Linked DNA regions of Triticum aestivum: region 2 is linked to region 1. The links are chromatin contacts, called in public Hi-C maps. All regions are on one chromosome and are shown on one strand. The core of a region is the stretch at or near the end of the contact, and the rest is flanking DNA. Distances in the headings are between cores, read along the strand shown.

Region 1 (4,077 bases), core at 425-2,924:
CACCCACATTTGAATCCGCTAGAAGAGGAGATCTAAACCCGGTGCTCTCAACAATCCCGCCGTCCTCCAAGCTCTACCCTCAACAAGATCCCTGCCTATCAACTGCTGCAAAAGATGGCGGCTCACCATAAAAAAAATACCGTTCTGGTGCTTCCACAACTCCCAAAAGTCCAATGTGAGCAAAGCTCGCAAATCCTTGTCATGCATGCCTTGGATGCACTTGCCCAAGATCCAAACAGGGAGGGTGCTTCTCTGCATGGGGGTCCAGTCCAGCTTGTCCAGAGCTGTGCACAGATGTAACCAGAATGCTCTCGAGAAGACGCATTGCAACATGATATGACTCATGGTTTCATCCTCCTGGTTGCAAAGTGGGCAAGTATCCTGATGCGGCAGTCCACGTCTAGCCAAACGATCGGAGGTCCAACAACGGTTCTTCATGGTGAGCCCAACAAAGAACCGACACTACAGGAGGGGGGGGTATAGACTTCCACGTGAAATCAGCCATGGGGGCAAGCTGTCTTCCCATGAACAACACTGTGTACGCCGATCAAGTAGTGTAAGCGCCACCCGGCTCCCAAGCCCACTTGGTGACATTCGGAATCCCAACTTGTATTTGTATGTTTCCAACGCGCTGCCATAATACCATGAACTCCATGACGGTCGGTGCATCCATGTCCGGCCTCACGTCGTTGGCCCACCGCCCATTCTCCAAGGCCTCATGCACACGTAGTTGTGAGCGCACACAAGGTGATACCATTCTCCCCGACGTTGAAGTACTTTGACGGATGACACAACGGTGATTTTGCACATGTGAAAGCACATTCAGAAAATATTTTCTGGAAGAATAGCAAATAAATGAATAAGGAAGAAAGTTACTACAAAACATGAAAACAAGAATATGAAGACAAACTATTGGATAGAGAACTTAAGACATATGGAAAATATGAAAATTTTAAAAATAGAAAATGATTCCTAAGAATATTCATGAACGGAGAAGAATTATGGTCGAGTACATTTATTACTTCTATTTTTCGTTAAACTATAAGCTATGATTTTAAAATTGATATGTATGTTTTCATGTATAGCAGTCACATATTTCTCTAGCTTATATAGAACCTTTTTATGGTCTCCCTTAAAAAGGTACATTGTCATGTATTTCCTTTCTCTTTTAGTCTACTAGTATTCCATTCCATTACAAGAGCAAATTAAAAGCAGGGTCAGGAATACACGGTGATTTACACTAAACACCTCTAGGCCCGAGGGTTGCAGCCCCGCGGGGCACGAGGGACAATTCCACAAATACTACGCGTAGCTGGTTCCTTTTTCTTTATACTCCCTCCTTCCATCTATATAGAGCCTAATACGTTTTTCGAGGCTAACTTTGATCAAATGTTAAAGCAATAATATATGACATGCAACTTACACAAAGCACATCATCAAATTCGTATGTGAAAGGAGCTTTCAATGATATAATTTTTATATTATGCATGTCATGTACTATTAATTTTATCAATAGTCAAAGACAATCTTGAAAAACGCATTAGGTCCTGTATAGATGGAAGGAGGGAGTATATAAATACGGTCCGCGGGGCAGGAGGTGCTGCCGCTAGCTGGATCCCAGGCCCAGCGATCCTATAAAAAGGTGCCAATCGCCCCCACCCCGACCTGCATATCGCCCGTGCTCTCAAACAAGAGTGCGAGTTCCAGGCGTGGCGGCCCTGCTGCACCCCCCTCTCCCTCCCCCTCTCACCCCCTAGTGTATTCTCTTCTGCTAGTCTGTTGCAGTCCCCTCCCATCCCCCGGGCTCATCTCGCTCTTGTTATAACCAGCCGGCCGGAGTCGGAGTCTCATCCCATTGCAGAGCAGCGCGAGGCGGCGAAGGCGACCGATCCGGGAGCGCACGCGCGGCGAGACCTTGACATAGGGTGAGATGTTGATCTGTACCACGTCGTCCCTTTTCTTCTCTCCTTTCGTTCGCCCGTGCGGCGGCGCCGCCTCGCTTGGATGGATCCCGGCCGGCGCGCAGGGTGGCTCCCGCCGATCTCATCGGGGACTAGTAGATTGGATTGGTAGTTCCGATGCCGGGGGCCGTATGGGCCGTGAACGCGATCACGATCACGATCCGGCCTTCTCCGGGTCTTGTAATCGCATTCGATTTCCGTTGTGTAGATCTTTTTTGTTGTTGTTAAGTTTATTTTTCCTGTTAGTAGTAGAGTAGAGTTTTTTTTAGGGAAAAGTAGAACGGAACGTGATTACGGTACTGTATTTGCGTTTGAAGCTTTTTGAAAACAAAAAAAGGGGGAGGAATTGTGTGTGTGTGTGTGTGTATGACGAACGGTGGGCGTAATAAAAGAGGATTTTCTGCGGCCCGGCGCGCTTGACTAGGCCCGTGCTCCTGGCTGGCGGCTATCCCACTGACGCACGGGCCCCACCGCGCGCCGTTTTAGCAGGGTCCGTGGCGAGCGAGCCGCTGCGCACGGAGTCACACAACGCAACACGAGAGGAAAGCAGCGCAATTAAGGCCGGCCGCGCCTCCTCCTCGGGACGCGCGCGCGCTCGCGGGCGGGCGGGAGGCAGAGCCGTCGCCGTTCGCTGTTCGTCGCTCGCCGCCGGCCGCCGGCCGCCGCCCATGAGTGATGATGGGCCGTCTCGTTTGTCCGCCTTGTCGCGCCGCCGTCGCTCACCGCGTGCGTCCGCCTAATGCTGCAGGCCGAATCAGCCGGCGGGGGAGTCGTCGCGGCGGTCCATGAGCGCTGACGCCGCGGGCAGCAACATCATCAGCCGAAGAAGAAGCAGGCTGGGCGACGAAGCCATGCCGACCCCGTCCTCCAACGCCCCCGACTCCTCGCCCTTCTCCAACGACGGCGGCGCCTCGCCGAGCGACATCGACCGCGTGCTCCGGGGCAACGGCCGGCGCCACCACCTGCCCACGGCCGCGTCCCCCGACGCCATGGACACGGACGTCGCCGAGCCCGCCGCGGCCTCCCTTGCCGACTGCGGCGCCCAGTCGCGCCCCGAGGGCGCGCACGCCAACATGGACGACACCGGTGGCGGCGGGTCGGGGGGCCACGCCGCGCGGCCGCCGCTCTCCGGCCCCCGCAGCGGGTTCCGCCGCCTCGGCCTGCGCGGCATGAAGCAGCGCCTCCTCGTCGTGGCCAACCGCCTCCCCGTCTCCGCCAATCGCCGCGGCGAGGATCAGTGGTCCCTGGAGATCAGCGCCGGTGGCCTCGTCAGCGCGCTCCTCGGTAATCCCTTCTCCTCAATGTCATGCGCCGGAGCGATGCATGCATCGGAATCCTGCACCAGCAGCTGCACGTACTGAATTTTCTGACTTCGCAGGTGTGAAAGATGTCGACGCGAAGTGGATCGGCTGGGCCGGTGTGAATGTCCCCGACGAGGTCGGCCAGCAGGCTCTCACCAATGCACTCGCCGAGAAGGTTCGTTGCAATCCACAGAATCTATGACATATCTGATGCCAACTGAACCAATAGAACAGTGCTGTCTGCTTTTTTACCACTCTAGTTCGTTCTAGTGACTGAAACAATATCTGTTTCTGTTGATCAAACAAAACAGAGATGCATACCAGTCTTCCTGGACGAGGAGATCGTGCACCAGTACTACAACGGCTACTGCAACAACATACTGTGGCCGCTCTTCCACTACCTCGGGCTGCCGCAGGAGGACAGGCTGGCAACCACCCGGAACTTCGAGTCGCAGTTCGACGCGTACAAGCGGGCCAACCAGATGTTTGCTGATGTCGTCTACCAGCACTACCAGGAAGGGGATGTGATCTGGTGCCATGACTACCACCTCATGTTCCTGCCCAGGTGCCTCAAGGAGCATGACATCAACATGAAGGTCGGGTGGTTCCTGCACACGCCCTTCCCTTCCTCGGAGATTTACCGCACTCTGCCATCACGCTCGGAGCTGCTTCGCTCCGTGCTCTGCGCTGATTTAGTCGGGTGAGCATGCATCTTGCTTTTATTAGTAATAATGGTTTCTTTACTGGTTGTTCTATGGCTGTTCTTAGCTCTTACTGATTTTCTTCTTCAGATTTCATACATACGACTATGCAAG
Region 2 (4,077 bases), core at 406-2,905, 340 kb before region 1:
AACATGTAACATATTCAATGCACCGTGGAAGAATCGGTTCTATTATAGTCAGTTTTCACTGTTACCACCGTGCTTTTATAGGTTAATCCATTATTTACACGATGGACATGCACACCAACGGTAAGGTCATTCAATGCTTTGTGGAATTTTTTGCTTCTGTCTGTGAGACTTTATTTGCCACGTCCTACCCATCAATGTCATGTCTCCATTGCAATTCGTATTACTCCGTAGATATGTATGGACAGGTTGGGACTGTACATATATACATACGACCGATGTATCATGAATGTGAAAATCACTCAAGTAACTGTGCAAAGGATTCCGAACCAAAAAGTGACTCGTAATGATTTCAACGAGCTGCGCACTCGTGTGCTCCTCATCCTTGTCCCAATAGGCGGGAGCTCCTATTTGGCGCTTCAGGCGCCAGGGAAGCTCCATGGCGCCCATGTGCCAGCGACGGTGGACCGACCCATCTATACATTAACATTTGACAAAAAAACCAGGGGAAAAAATCTCAAAAACGAAAAAAAAACCTCACGAATTTTGAAAACAAAAGTTCATGAACTTGAGTTAATTGAATGTGAAAAAAGTTCATCAAATTTGAATTTTTTAATTGAATTTGGAAAAAATCATCATTTTTACAAAAGATCATTGAACTGAAAATAGCTTCATCAATTTTGTAAAGGTTCAACAATGTTGAAAAAAGTTTATCGATATTGGAAAAAAGTTCACCAATTTTTGAAAAAAACAGTTCAATTTGTTTTTTGCGAAAGATCATTGAATTGAAAAAAATGTTCATCAATTTTGAAAAAGGTTCAACAATGTTGAAAAAAGTTTATCGATTTTGAAAAAAAGTTCACCAATTTTTGAAAAAAAAACAGTTCAATTTGTTTTTTGCGAAAGATCATTGAATTGAAAAAAAAGTTCATCAATTTTGAAAAAGGTTCAACAATGTTGAAAAAAGTTTATCGATTTTGAAGAAACATTCATCGAAATTGAGTTCACCAAATTTGAAAAAGTTCATCAAATTTTAAAAACTTCATCATTTGTTTTACAAAAGATCATTGAATTGAAAAAAATGATCGATTTTGAAATAAAAATCATCGATTTCGCAGAACTTTCTATAACAATCATCAAATTTTAAAAAAGTTTATTGATTGTGAAAAAAGTTAATCAATTCTGTAAAAGTCTCACCAATTTCGAAAAATGTTACTGAGATTTATGTAGCAAAAAAGGAAATAAAAATAGCTAAACGGGCTGGCCCAGCTTAGAGGGCTTCAGGCGCCATTTGCAAAATGCACAGTAACGCGCGCCTGAAGCGTCAAATAGGATCTGCCATAGGGGCGCCCTGCTTCAGTTGGGGAAAAACGTCGCTTGGTTGATGCTTCTGCACCAGATGAAGTCCACTTGCTTCCACGCACACGGGTGATTTTTGTCCCTCTGGTATTCCCGACAGGGCATTCGACCGGCGATCTCCCCATATCCGGCACGTCCATGTCCATGAGTCCATCTCTCCGATAAAAGCACGTCCATCATCGATCGTGGGCCGTGGCCTGGCCGGAGGAGCGAGTGATCTCGACGTATCTGCCGCCGGGCACATTCTCGCCACGTGGCGGGGCGTGATACGCACGCGCCCTGCCACTTGCATGCACGGCCAGGGCCAGGGCCAGGCTACGCACCACCACACGCGCTAGCTAGCTGTAGCCCATGCACCACAGTCCACAGGTGTAGTAGTAGAAGTATTTCAAAATCTATATGTATACTTTTCCGTAGGATCTGGTAGCGTACGCACGTACGTGCTGCCTTGTACTCCCTCCGTTCCAAATTATTTGTCGCAGAAATGGATGTATCTAAAACTAAAATACATTTAGAAACATCCATTTCTACGATGAATAATTCGGAACGGAGGGAGTAGAAAATTGTACTGCTGCATGCTATGCTTGTCCGAATATTATGCTCCCGAAACCGAAAGGATGAAAAGGGGAGGGGTTACGGAAGGTAATTGGTACTGCTCCTACTCCTACTATACTATCTATCTAGCGCTGCACTGCAACACATCAACCTTTTGCAAGTTGGGCGGGCGATGGATCGATGCCACGGTCGAAAAGGGCCGGAGATTCGACGTAGTACTATGTGACGGTTCTATATATGTAAACGCACGTAGTGCAGACCTTGCGTGTCATTCTCACAGCGACGAGTACTCTGTAGAAAACTGTACTGCCGGTGAATGCAGGTTCGAAGCTAGCTAGCTCGTTTTTCCGTTTGAAAAACGGATTGATTATTATTCTCATAAAACGAAGAAAAGGGGAGGAGCTACGCAAGGTACTTGGTACTGTCTAGCACTGCAACACATCAAGCTTTTGCAAGTTGCTCGGGACGACGGATCGATGCCAGGAAAAGGGCCGCGGATTCGATCGTGATCTCACTCACCCCGGGCATAAAACCGCCAGCAAGTTGCAACATGATGCATACGCATGGTAGTACTGCCACCTCCAACTAGCACTAGCACCAGGACGTACTCTACCACACTGACTGACACCGCGCGCGGCGAGATCTGGGCGAGATCGGATAAAAGGTGGCGGTGTCGCGCGCCCGGCCAGGGCGCGATTCCCGATGAGGATTTGGTTCGGTTCCTCCGTGGATCGCAGGGGCACATGCATGCATGCCGCTGCCCGGTCTGCTTTCCGTTTCCAGCCGCGGCGCGTCGTGATGTCAGCCCCGGCCCCGCCCCGCCCGGGAGAATAGCAGTACGAGAAAATGATGGCATGGTGGAAGCTCTGTGCATGCAAATGCCCTGGAAGTTGTCACATACATACTACACTTTACTTAACGATATGCTAATAATCTAGTGGGTCTCGACATGGCATGTAGGTATATGAGTACACAACATCCCATGAGATTGCTTTCGTAAAAGAACAATCTCATTTTCGAAACTTAGCGAGAAGAGTATCTTTTCAGTGCCGAACTACTGTTTCAAAGATAAGAAAGATCCATGTACATGCAAAGAATGGATGCGAGCAGCTAGCATGTCCATGTCAAATATGACAGGAAAAATCCCGAGCCGACATTTTTCTTTCTTTCTCGGTAGCCAGAAGGTTGCATAACTCGTAGTGTATCCCCAAGCTCTCATGCGGTCATACGTACCCTTTTTTTTTTTGCCAAAATTGCATTGACAAGTTTATCAGGAATTATTTTCCATATATTTTTGTGACTTATTATAGGCCTCTCAATACTTGCTAATTGTTTCCACCACATTAAAAGAGACAAAGCAAAAAAGCCCTTAACCTTGTCGTCCTCGTAGTTTGAAGGAGATCAGTACCATCGTCCTCGGTGCGGGTTACCTCGGGTGCTTGCACGCGAAGAATCGGGAGATATTTCGTACGAGATATGGAAAGATAAAGTGCTTGCGACTAGTTCAGCGGTCGCTATGATATTGAGTGACTTCTTGTAAGCATCGTGTGAGGTACAAATGAGCTGATCCGCTGCGATGGGCGATTCTCCACTATCATGGTGATGTCCCTTTGCTTTAGATTGCCCTTTTATGTTCCTTTCGTGGCTTTTTCTGTTGCCTTTTGTTGCAAGGAAATATCCGGAGTCTATATATGTGCGTTCCGTACTAACTATGCTAAACATTATTTTAAGAGAGACTTGGAAATATTTTGATACACTAAAGTTTAGAGAGCAAAAATGCATGCCTATACCATGCTGGCTGGCACACTTTATTTCTTAGATGTGTTTTCTTTGCTCCAAAAAGGTAATGAAAAATTTAAGCAAAACCATGAATTTACTTCATGCTATATGCAAAATTTTAAGTAATTTTTCTTCTGATCATACCCATCCTAGGAGGGAATTGTGATAACTCTTAGAAAGTTGTGGCTAAGCCTAGGGCAGGTACACCCTCTAGTTTTAGACAAGGCATGGTTTTGTGGGAATAAAATCACAAACGCAAATAATTATTAGAAAAAATATCATGAGTGTACTACAATGTTATGCAAAATCGCACAAAGAAAAATGGGAGAAAAAGCCAAAGATGGGTGACATATACGAAACAAACAAGTGGTAGAAAATATATATGTA

The links. A called contact is a pair of places that touch in the nucleus more often than the background predicts.
Region 2: a contact with region 1 is called in a Hi-C map of leaf, with 7 times the contacts expected there. The contact joins the enhancer-like site here to the promoter of LOC123063345 in region 1. A contact is called at or near these places in 2 of 5 Hi-C or Micro-C datasets (both in leaf).

What each region holds. Positions count from the first base shown.
Region 1 is chr1A:530,918,254-530,922,330 of IWGSC CS RefSeq v2.1, reverse strand. LOC123063345 (alpha,alpha-trehalose-phosphate synthase [UDP-forming] 1) reads left to right here and starts at 1,674. Exons shown (of 18, transcript XM_044487108.1): 1 at 1,674-1,925; 2 at 2,710-3,245; 3 at 3,340-3,437; 4 at 3,574-3,962; 5 at 4,054-4,077. The coding sequence starts at 2,747.
Region 2 is chr1A:531,262,744-531,266,820 of IWGSC CS RefSeq v2.1, reverse strand. No RefSeq gene overlaps it. Among protein-coding and RNA genes, the nearest start is that of LOC123063371, 65 kb to the left of the region's middle. Within about 2 kb of position 1,655, at least 4 of the 8 cell types and tissues checked have an H3K27ac peak or open chromatin away from gene starts, as enhancers often do. A contact at or near this core is called in leaf, where this site is marked.